Regions from separate parts of the Rattus norvegicus genome. Here all the other regions are linked to region 2. A link is a contact called in public Hi-C data. All regions are on one chromosome and are shown on one strand. Each heading gives the region's core, a stretch centred on a gene start, on an enhancer-like site or on the middle of the called end of the contact. The rest is flanking DNA. Distances are from core to core; before and after follow the strand shown. Region 1 overlaps Ksr2 (kinase suppressor of ras 2). Region 2 has its middle 11 kb from the start of Pebp1. Region 3 overlaps Taok3 (TAO kinase 3).

Region 1 (3,455 bases), core at 939-3,438, 180 kb after region 2:
AAAAAGGGACAAATTCTATGGGAAGAAGAAACAAAGTAGAAAGATTGTTGTAAATGAGCTGTTTCTCGGAGCTGAGGAAGATAAAGGTTCCCCAGTTCTATTGTCTACACCTGGTTAACAGTGTTCACTCATTCTAAGTGAGCGTGTATTCACTCCAGTGAGTGGGGCGGGAGGGTGAAGGATTCAGGGACCCCACCTGTCTCTCTCCCTCTACCTCAGCTCTGGTCTTTCACCCAGCCTATGAACGACTTCACTTTTTTTCTAAAGTTTGCTAAAGGGCCCAGCGGTAACTCCCGTCAGCAAGGGATTCCAGAAGCCTCAGAGGTAGAAGCTGGTGTGTTGCAATATTCCACTCTGGAGTTCCTTCTCTCTCTCCCCGGAGCCCAAGGTTGTTTCCATTACGCTCCTTGAGCGCTTGGCAGGGCAGCATCCCAGGGTGGATTTAGGTGGGGAGAAAAAGAATTAGAATTTATGATTATGCAAAGAACTTCAGGTGACAAAGAAGGGGTCTGAGTAAAAGACAGAAGGGCCCCCACATTCAGGATTTTGGGCACAGAAGCTTGGATAGGAAACTTCCAGGAACAGCCCTACAAAAGGCTTTTTTTCCCCACTTAGGACTCTTCAAAGTGATGCTCTCTCAGAGAGTGCTTGCCCACCATGCTTGGAGCTCTGGTCTTGACCCCGGCACTGGAACAGTAGTTCTGAGACAGAAGCTGTGTTTTTAGGATGTGTCTGCTCTCTTCAGAATCCGAAGTCCTGTTGAGAGATCAAAGCCACTGTTACCCAACTTGTCACAAAAGGTTCGACCCCGGGGTACTTCAGTTCATAAGCTGTACCAATGTTAACCAGTGTCCATGGAGGACAGGAATTGCAGGGACTTGTGTGACATACCACTCTGAGTGGTCTCTCTACTCAGGAGGAACCTGGGAAGGCTGGTGTCAGGGTCAGGGTCTTACAGTATCTGTGACTCACGGCCATTGGGTGATTTTCCTTCATTTTTAATTCTTTTTCCTTCTGTGCAGTGTCTTACCTGAATGTGTAACAGGCAAACCGGGAAGTCATAGGAGGCATGGCCTGGCTGGAGGCAGCCATCTTTGCTGTCACACCAAGATGGGGTGACCATCTATGGAGCTGTCCATAGATAAAGTAGAAGCCTTTACTTAGTCGGTAACTTTCAAGAGAGCCCCACTTCTGAGCAGAGGATTGGAGAGCCAAGCCTTTAGTGCACCAAACCGTAACCCTCGGGAACCTGACAGAGACTCAAAGTCTGGCCCCTCCTCAGATCTATGCTGGCAGTGGTTTGGGTGGGAATCTGTGATTTGTGTTCTCTCAGGCTGTAGGGGATTCAGCCTCAGGCTGGAGCTTGAGAACTGCTGGCCTGGGAGAGAGTTATCCTGACCAGGGTTGGGTATCCAGGCCCAGGCGATTGTTTGGGGAGGGGGCAGCCCTGTACACTGGGGAATACCTAGCTCTCTCTGCTCTCTACTTGGAGATGCCAGGAGCATCCCTTGTCTTCAAGTCCCGATAACCCAGATGTCAGCAGTCCCGAGGGACACAGTTGCCCCTCGCTGAGAAGCGCTGAGCTGAGAGGAAGATCCACGTTCAACGGTTTTTATTTCCAGTGTCGGCAGTTCCGTTGTTTGAGTTGAAACACAGAGGGAGGACTCCAGCCTTCTGTTCCTCTGAGCTGACACCGTGGCCCCGGGCCTCGTTGCTTAAAAATAGTTACACCGTTTAAACTTTCTAACAAAATTTTCCTCTGTAGAAGCTAAACATGGAAAAATCTCAGCCCCAGGGACTCTCGGTAACCTTCTCTTAAGAGCCTGGTTGCTCCGAGTGGGGATTTGGGTGGAAATCTTTGGCCCTCATAAACTGTAAAGTTTGCTGCAGGGTTCTGAGTTCCTCCCACACACCTGGGCCTCCTCTCCCGGGGAGCCAGGTAGCAGGTCCCTGGGGCCCAGCTGTCTGCCCCTGCTGGGGCATTAACCTCGACTCTCTGCTTCCATTGCTGGTGTACCGGTTCTTAGCCCTGTGATTTACTTCTCCAGGTGACCTGAATGTGAGGGGACACAGGGGCTGGAAATAGGGACTTCATGTTGGGATTCTGATGGGCCTGGTTCTATTCTGCCTCTGGCACTGACCTGAATGGGAGCTGTTGGGCAAGTCATCCAGGCACCTGACCATGCTTCAGTTTCTCTACAAGTGAATCAGGCACCGTAGGACTGGGATATAACCCAGTGGTAGAGTGTCAGGGGCCCGTCTCTCATATTGCAAAACCAAGCTGAACCGAACTGAACCCAGGACTTACACAGAAACCCAAGCTCTGTGATATGGTTTGTTTGCTTTTGATTGCAAATTTGGGAATTGAATCCAGGGCTTCACGCACTCTGGCTTCATGCATTCTAGAAGAGAAACTCTACCTCCTGGTTCCACACCCAGACAGCAACGAACGTGGTGTGTGTGTGTGTGTGTGTGTGTGTGTGTGTGTGTGTGTGTGCGCGCGCGCGCGCGCCCACGCTCCTACGTGCATGTGTGTATTCATGTCAGAGGACAACTTTTGGGAGTCAGTTCTCCCTTGGCAGCACGTGTGATTTGGGGATTGAGTTTAGACGATCAGGCTTAGTGTCAGGCACCTTTATACACTGAGCCCTTTTGCCAGCCTCACTTTCTCTATTTCTAGGTTGCATGGGTGGGTTTCTGAATGGCTGCCTCCTTGACATAGTGTGTGAAATGAGGTCCAGCCTCTCGTCTTTCTAGGGACATTAAGGCTATCAAAGGGTGTCATCAAAACCCAGTTTTCCCCCTACGTTCCTACCTCGAGGTGCCGTGGTATGGACGGGGAGGTGGCAAGGGCTTCAGCAAGTTGGAGCTGAGTGGGACAGAGGAACTGACTTCGTTTCCTCCTGGATGAGGCCCCCTCGGCTGATTGGTAGTAAGAAGCAGAGACGGTGCATACACAGGCAGAGAGATGGGGATTCTCACTCTCCATGGGCCAGAAATTGTAGGGCAGTGAGCATTTCAACGTGGTGACGTGATTGGAAGGCTCTTATCTGGCTGCGGCTGGAGCTCAGTGGGCAGAGTGCTTGCCTACTGTGCATGAGGCCCTGGCTTCTTTTCTCCAGAAGGGCCTGAATTGGGAATGGTGCTGGTGCATGCTTAGGACTTGAAAAGTAGAGGCAGGAGAATCAGGGGTTCAGGGACACCCTTTATTACACACCGAAGATTGAGGCCTCTCTCTCTCTCTCTCTCTCTCTCTCTCTCTCTCTCTCTCTCTCTCTCACACACACACACACACACACACACACACACCCTAACAAGAAGGCTGGGAGATTGGCTCAGTGGGTGCCTCCTGCACAAGTGTGAGGACCAGAGTTCACATCACATCGCCAGCATCCAAGTCAGAGCTGGGTATGTAGCACGCCTGCGTAACTTACAGGCAGATCCCTGGGGCTCAG
Region 2 (3,728 bases), core at 1,193-3,692:
GTTAAGAGACTTCACAGAGCCAGGCAGAGTTGCACAGGTCTCTAATCCCAGCAGGTAGATCTCTGTGAGTTCGAGGCCAGTCTGGTGTACAGAGTGATCTCTAAGACAGCCAGAGCTATGTAGGAAGACCCTGTCTCAAACAGACAAGAACTCCAGCCTAGTATCTAGTTACTGTGGGTAGCTCAGTGGTACAGGACTTACCTAGCATCTGTGCCAGCTCTGGATTGCACTTAATTAAATAATTTAAAATCCTAGTGGTCTCACATATGCTGGGTTGGCCTTGAACTTGGTGGGCAGCCAAGGTGAACCTGACCTTCGGATCCTCCCACCCCCACCTACAAAGTATAGGGGCAGCCCAGGGAGGGGAATGCCACAGGTGCCCTGTTCTATCCTCGGCTGATGCAGTGCTGGGGTTAGAAATCAGGGTGTTTGTTGTCTGGGCTAAGTGAGCGCCCTCCCTGCTGAGCTGCACCGCTGGCCAGATGTGGGCTTTCAAGTCTCTTCTCTACAACCTGTAGCAGTTCCTGGGGCATGGGGCAAGGCTGGGCTTGCACGTGGCTGCTGGAGTGAAATCTTTTGGGGGGGCGGGGCGAGGGTTGGTGGGACCTCGGGAGACTTCCGGCGTGTTTGCTTATGTCCGGCACCATCTCATGTGAGAACCTGCCCGTGCCACATTGCGAATAGACATTCGGCCTTTGTCCTATTTCTTGGCACACGATTCCTGGGATCATTGGCCTCTCAGAGTAACAAGTAGGTGGTGGTGGTTGTTGTTATGGTTTGGTTTTTTTTTTTTTGACTGTTAGGTAGAATGGAAGGTGGTCCCCAGAGTGACCAAAAGCGAGGTTAGAGGGTGGGGACGTTCACCCTCAGCTCCCGTGGAGGGGAGAGGTAGAAGGTAATCAGTTGTGTGTACACGGAAGCTTCTGCAAATAAAAACCGGTAGGGGCAGAGTGCAGAGGGGCTGAGATAAGCCGGCCTTTGGGCGACACCTAGGGAGGGCACTGGTTCCCACACGCCTTGCCTTGCCCTGGGTCTATTTCTAAGGGTCACTGTTCCCTGAGTGACATTCTTTAGAGTAGCAGTTCTGTCCCACCACACTGTGCAGAATGAACTGACCCAGAAGGGGGTCTGTGGGAAGGTCAGACGTGCTGAGGTGCTGCAGTCAGGCCATCTCCAAACGCAAGTACAATCAGAACTGCGCAACCCCGGGTGAGAGGCAGGGGTCTGCCACAGGAGTGACCGCTTGACTGTGTGAGGAAAGCCACTTCACCGTCAGCTCCGTTCTGAAAAAGGATGCCACCTTCACAGAGCACCAGCCGGGCTCACACAGGGTGGCATGAGCCAGCCCCCAAATATGTTGAGGGCAAAAAAAGCAATCGGCAGAAGAAGGACAATGGGTATGGCACTGGGGGAACACCAAGAGGGTTTGGAGATGAAAGGACCTATAGCTAAGTGTGGCAGCCTCCCTCAATCCCCACGCCAGAACTGACTCTTGCAAGGTGTCCTCTGACCTCCACACCTGAGCTGTGACTGGGACCACAGTTTTTCAAAAGAGCAAGTTGCAATCTCTGAGTTTGAGGCCAGCCTGATCTACACAGCAAGTTTCAGGACAGCCAGGGCTACACAGGAAACCCTTTCTAACAAACAAACAAACAAACAAACAAACAACAAAACAACCCAACCAATTAACTAGCTACTAAATGAATAGGTAAATAAATAAATAAATGTAAAAAAAATTAAATCGCTTTTCTTAAGTATTTGGTCCAAGCAATAAAAAGCCAACATAGTTTCTCACCCTTTGGAAGGAATCAATTAAAATGAGAGGAGGTATTTTAAGAAAGATCCAGGGTTGGGGATTTAGCTCAGTAAGGGTTGGGGATTTAGCTCAGTGGTAGAGCGCTTGCCTAGCAAGCACAAGGCCCTGGGTTCGGTCCCCAGCTCCGAAAAAAAGAAAAAAAAAAAAAGGAAAAAAAAGAAAGATCCTAGGGCTGGAGGGATGGCTCAGTGGTTAAGAGCACTGACTGCTCTTCCAGAGGTCCTGAGTTCAAATCCCAGCAACCACATGGTGGCTCACGACCATCTGTAATGGGATCCGATGCCCTCTTCTAGTGTGTCTGAAGACAGCTACAGTGTATTTATATAGAATAAATGAATAAATCTTAAAAAAAAGAAGGAAAATCCCCAAAATGAGGTTTGGGGGTGAATGCTTCTGTTCCCCATGCCTGACACTGCGCCCAGGTGGCTGTCTCCAGTATTTAAGGGCAGGAAGGCCTTCCATGAATTATCCAGCTCTGACCAAGGGATCAGGGGACCTTGGGATAGATACATTTTAGACTATCAGAGACTGGGTTGTGGGTGAGTCTTGGCTTTTCCCATGAGCTGTGACCTTGAAAGAAACATTGAGTAAGTCTTGGCCTGCCCTGGCTTCTCTGGACAGCAGTGGCCATTGGCTGAACCGAAATCTCTAATCATGAAACTTGGCTGGATCATTACTAGGTGGCCTTGGTGGAGGGATCCGAAGTCCGCTCAGGGCTGAGAGCGCCACCTGGTGACCGACCTTGTAAGTAAGCTTGTGGCTTGGTTCTAGGTCCAGAAAGCAGGGAAATTATTTCTTATTTTCTCTGTGCCCCCTCTTCCCCTTGTCTGATGGCTAGTCTTGATCCTCAACTTCACACAGCTCAAGCCTGACAAGAAGGAATTTTAACTGAAAAAGTGTTTCCTTCCTACGGCACCTGGGCACATTTGTGGTGCGTTTTCTTGATTAACTGATGAAGGACCGCCTAGCCCACTAGGGGCGGTGCCATCCCTAGGTAGTGGGGCCTGGGTAAAGCTAACATGCAGCAGAGTTCCTTGGCCTTCTACTTTAGGTTCCTTTCTTGGCTTCTCTCAATGATGGATTTCAAAGCATAAGCTGAAAAAAATAATCCTTTCCCCCTCAGTTTGTCTCTGGTCATAATGCTCACAATAGTGACCAAAAGAAGCTAGAACACTGTCCCTTTTGTTTTTTGTTTTGAAACTGGTTAAGTACCTCAAATTCCTCATCCTCCTGCCTCAACCTCCCAAGTGCTATGTATGCATCATGTCCAGCTGAAACATGTTTATAATTCCAGTTTAGACCTGTAAGGACTGGTTTTAGTCTCTTTGTTACAAGGACAGGTTTTAGTTTCTTTGTTGCTTGGAGTGTTTTTTTTTTTTTTTAAGCTCCTTGAAATGTATGTTTTAAGTTTATCTTTTGCTGTTTCTTTTAAAACTTATTTATGTGTGTGTCAGAAGTGGGCATGGTCTGATCATCTGAAGCTGGAGTTACAGGCGGTTCTAAGCTGCCTGGATGTGAACCAAACTCCAGACCTTTGGAAGAGCAACACCTGCTCTTAGCCACAGAACCCTGTCTTGCCTTGCCGGATGCTTTTAAGTTATTTTATCAGAGTCTTACAAATGCTACTAAGTTGCAACCCTAGCTCTTTAGAAATTGATAATTTGGTTTTTGTTGGTTTTGCTCTTTTTTTTTCCCCAAGAGAGGGTTTCTCCTAGTGGTCCTAGCTGGCCTAGAACCCTCTCTAGGGACCATGCTGGCCTTGAACATTAGGGTTTCACTTATCTCAGCAGGAATTTTAAAGGCATAAGACACCACATGGAGCCTTTAAATTGTTATTTTGAGGAGCTGGAGAGATGGCTCAGCAGTTAAGAGCACTGACTGCTTTTCCAGAGGTCCTGAGTTCAAACCCCAG
Region 3 (3,455 bases), core at 255-2,754, 130 kb before region 2:
CCGCTTAATCTCTTATTTTTTATTCTATGTTTCTTGTTCCTCTTGCATGTCTACACATCTGCATGTCAGGAGTACATGTGTTTGAGGCTTGTGCATGTGTGCTTGAGCATGTGGAGACCAAAGGTTGAGGACAGTCGCCATCAGTCATTCTTCCATTTTAGTGCCATGAGGCAGGGTCTCTCAATCAAATTCAGAGCTCACTGATGTGATTCGTTTTGTTAGCCAACGTGCTCTGGGGATCATCTGTCTCTGCCTTCCTAGGCTGGAATTACAGATAAAAGGACATGGCCACCCAGCATTTATATGAGTTCTGGGGGTCCAAACTCCAGTTCTCACACTGGTATAGCAAGCACTTTGACCGCCGACACAGCCCTTAGACGGGCCAGTTTTCTGCCTCTCCACCTCCTTTCCTCTCTGTCTGTTTCTTTCTGTCTCTTCCACTTCCTCTGCTTCTCCCACCCCCCTCTCCTCTTTTTCCCCACTTTGAGACAGTGCAAGTTCTGGTTGGCCTGGAACTCACTGTGTAGACCACACTGGCCTCAGACTCACAGGAATCCCTCTGCCTCAGCTGCCCAAATGCTGGCATTAGAAGGGTGCACGGCCTTTCCCCGTTGCTAAGCTCATTTTCGAAGCTCCAGACACTCGTTGCTTCACGGAAGGATTGGTTCTAGGGGAGCCTCAGGGCAGGGCATGCACAAACCTGACTACCAAAGACCAGGGCACGCTATGCTGGCTACCGCTCCTAGGTTGTTAATTTGGGTAGCACAGTAAAATGCTTCACGCAGCAGAATGCTACAACACACGGCAAGTGCCAGTGCCTCTCAACACGGCCAAATATAGTTGTCTCCACGAGCATCCCCACCGACATGCACTGCACTGTGGGTAATGCAGCTGTATCACTAGGCTATGGGAAGCTCTTAGCACAATTATAATCTCTCTCTCTCTCTCTCTCTCTCTCTCTCTCGTGTGTGTGTGTGTGTGTGTACATGTCTGTGCATTTGTCTGTGCATGTACATGGTGAAGCCAGAGGTCAGTGTCAGATGCCCTGATCTCCCCCCAACCCTGGCTTTTTGAGACATTGAATGTGAGCTCCCCTATTGGGCAGGTAATGGGGATCGAACTCGGGTCCTTCTGCTGCTCAGATGCTTTCCCTGCTGAGCCACCTCCCCAGCCCATCATCATTAGAGTCTTAGGGAACTGCCACATGGTTGCCGAGTCACCACTTACATAACGTATGACCATGTGGTTACTTATGTCACGTATGACCACGTGGTATACATTTATATGTGTAAAATGAGACCTGTGGCTCTGTTACCAGTCTTGGCTCAGGCACTAGCAGCCCCCTGGTGGGCTCTGGGCTCCGTCTGCTGTCAACACAGAGTGACCTTTTAGAAGGAAGTATGACAGAGGCCTCCAAGCTCCGCTGTGACCTCCAACCCACAGTGGAGTCCTGGCAGGAGGATCCCATGGGGCCTATGGACTCTGCCCTCCCGACCCAGCACTGCCTAGCTCCGCTCAGCTGCCCACAGCCCCTGCCCAGCCTGTGCAGGACCTTTGCACTGGCTGCTCCCCCAGCTCCCAACAGTAGAAAAGGCCTCCCACACACACTAGCACCTGCTTCCAAACTTGAAAAGGGTCAGATTTCACTTCCCGTGGAGCTGTGGCCCACAGCCCTGACCCAATTGCAGCTCCTTCCAACCCCGGGGTTTCTAATCTCATCTTACTTCACACTTCTGTTTTTCTTTTTCCTTACACTCTTGATTCTTTAGATGTTCATTTTTGTATGTGTGTATGTGTGGACGCATGTATATGTGGACATGTGCATGTGGGGTTCGGAAGACAACTTGCTGGAGTTGGTTCTCTCCTTCTGCCACATGAGTCCCGGGGACTGAACTCTGGCCCTTGGGCTTGGCGGCAAGTGCCTTGACCTGCTGAACCACATCGCCTACCCCTTGATACTCTTTTAATATGCTAATTGTTTCTCATAGTCATTGTTAATTGTCCATTTATTCCTCTCCACTAGAATTTAAGCTTTTTCAAGAATGGAAGCTTTGTTGTATTTCTCTAAATGTTCAGAACATTGCCCAGTGGGTCACACAGAAACAGCTGTAAGTGAATTGTGGATAAGCAGAAACTGCAGCTCGAGTTATCCTGTCTAGCCTTACTTCTTGTTTTGTCTCTGTGTAGTCCTGGCTGCCTGGAGCGCTCTGTAGACCAGGCTGGTCTCTGGAGCCCTCTGTAGACCAGGCTGGACTCACAGAGATCCACCTGCCTCTGCCTCTTACGTGCTGCATTAAAGGCGTGCTCCACCACACTGGTCTTCAAACTTAGATTGCTTTTTTAAAAAAAAATTCCACCCTTTGCTTTAAGAGCAGCAGAGGAAAAGGAGCCATTTATTTTGTTGTTGTTGGTGGTGGTTTGGTTTGGTTTTGATGGTACTGGGATCAGATCCAGAACCTTGGGCAGGCAGGCAGTCCATCAGGTGCCTAGATAAATCACAGGAAGAAGTCTGTTGTCTAGCTGGGGGACCATCATGTTCACAGTAAACTATTAATGTCACCCTAGGAAAGGTGAGATAGGTTAACCCAGGAGACAGCTGAAGCTCTGCTGTACCCAGATTCAAATGGGGGGGGGTAGAGGTGACACTGCAGTTTAGTGAGTCTCTTTCTCTTATCATTTGATAATCTTGTACAGTTATTAGCATTTCTGCCACTCTCTCTCCTCTCCTTCTCTCACTGAAACCCTTTTCAACAAGTTCCCTTTCCATTTCAGTGTGTGTGTGTGTGTGTGTGTGTGTGTGTGTGCCTGCATGTGAGTGTGTGTGTGTTGTGTATATGTGTGTGTGAGCATATTTATGTGTATATGTGTGTATTTGTCCATGAGTGTGTAAGTGTGAATGTGTTTGTGTGAGTGTGTGAGTGTGTGAGTGTGTGAGTGTGTGCGTGTTCCTCTAGCTCCTGTCTGTTTTTTGCAAGGCACTGAGCTTCTCTGTGGCTTCCTCTGAGAGTCACAATCCACCATCAATCACTGTGGCCACAGAGCCCAGCAGTCTGCCATCATGTACTCTCAGCACCGTGGCTTCTCTCTGCATCTTAAAAGAACAATTGAGTTTTGACTTTTAAAGAAGTGGAAAAAATAATTAAAAGCTAAATAAAAGATAGAAGCAGAACCCAGGGGGCACAGAAGGACAAGCACATTGGAAGGAATATATATTATATATACATGTTATATATATTATATATACATATTATATAGGAAGCATATATACATATATATACACACACACACATATGTATATATGTATATATATACTGTGGGTGTGGGGTATCGTTGAAGTTTCTACGCAGCAGGGTGAAGCCCTCAGAGCCCTCTGTGCTGGGAAACCGGCATCCGGGAAGCCTGTGGGCACTGGAGGAAGCTGCCCGAGACCAAGTGCTTGAGCTCACTCGGGTCAC

Evidence for each region. A called contact is a pair of places that touch in the nucleus more often than the background predicts.
Region 1: a contact with region 2 is called in a Hi-C map of hepatocytes, with 1.9 times the contacts expected there. The contact joins two enhancer-like sites. A contact is called at or near these places in 9 of 12 Hi-C or Micro-C datasets (the A7r5 cell line, the Rat2 cell line, Schwann cells and 6 more).
Region 3: a Hi-C map of hepatocytes shows a contact between it and region 2, with 1.7 times the contacts expected there. The contact joins two enhancer-like sites. A contact is called at or near these places in 6 of 12 Hi-C or Micro-C datasets (Schwann cells, hepatocytes, kidney and 2 more).

Annotation. Positions count from the first base shown.
Region 1 is chr12:44,774,909-44,778,363 of GRCr8, reverse strand. The region is part of intron 1 of Ksr2 (kinase suppressor of ras 2); the gene reads left to right. Among named protein-coding and RNA genes, the nearest start is that of Ksr2, 72 kb to the left of the region's middle. Within about 2 kb of position 2,188, at least 1 of the 93 cell types and tissues checked has an H3K27ac peak or open chromatin away from gene starts, as enhancers often do. A contact at or near this core is called in hepatocytes, where this site is marked.
Region 2 is chr12:44,950,680-44,954,407 of GRCr8, reverse strand. It overlaps a transcript of Pebp1 not described here. Among named protein-coding and RNA genes, the nearest start is that of Pebp1, 11 kb to the left of the region's middle. Within about 2 kb of position 2,442, at least 7 of the 93 cell types and tissues checked have an H3K27ac peak or open chromatin away from gene starts, as enhancers often do. A contact at or near this core is called in hepatocytes and liver, where this site is marked.
Region 3 is chr12:45,081,295-45,084,749 of GRCr8, reverse strand. All of the region lies in intron 2 of Taok3 (TAO kinase 3), which reads left to right. Among named protein-coding and RNA genes, the nearest start is that of Taok3, 51 kb to the left of the region's middle. Within about 2 kb of position 1,504, at least 9 of the 93 cell types and tissues checked have an H3K27ac peak or open chromatin away from gene starts, as enhancers often do. A contact at or near this core is called in hepatocytes and liver, where this site is marked.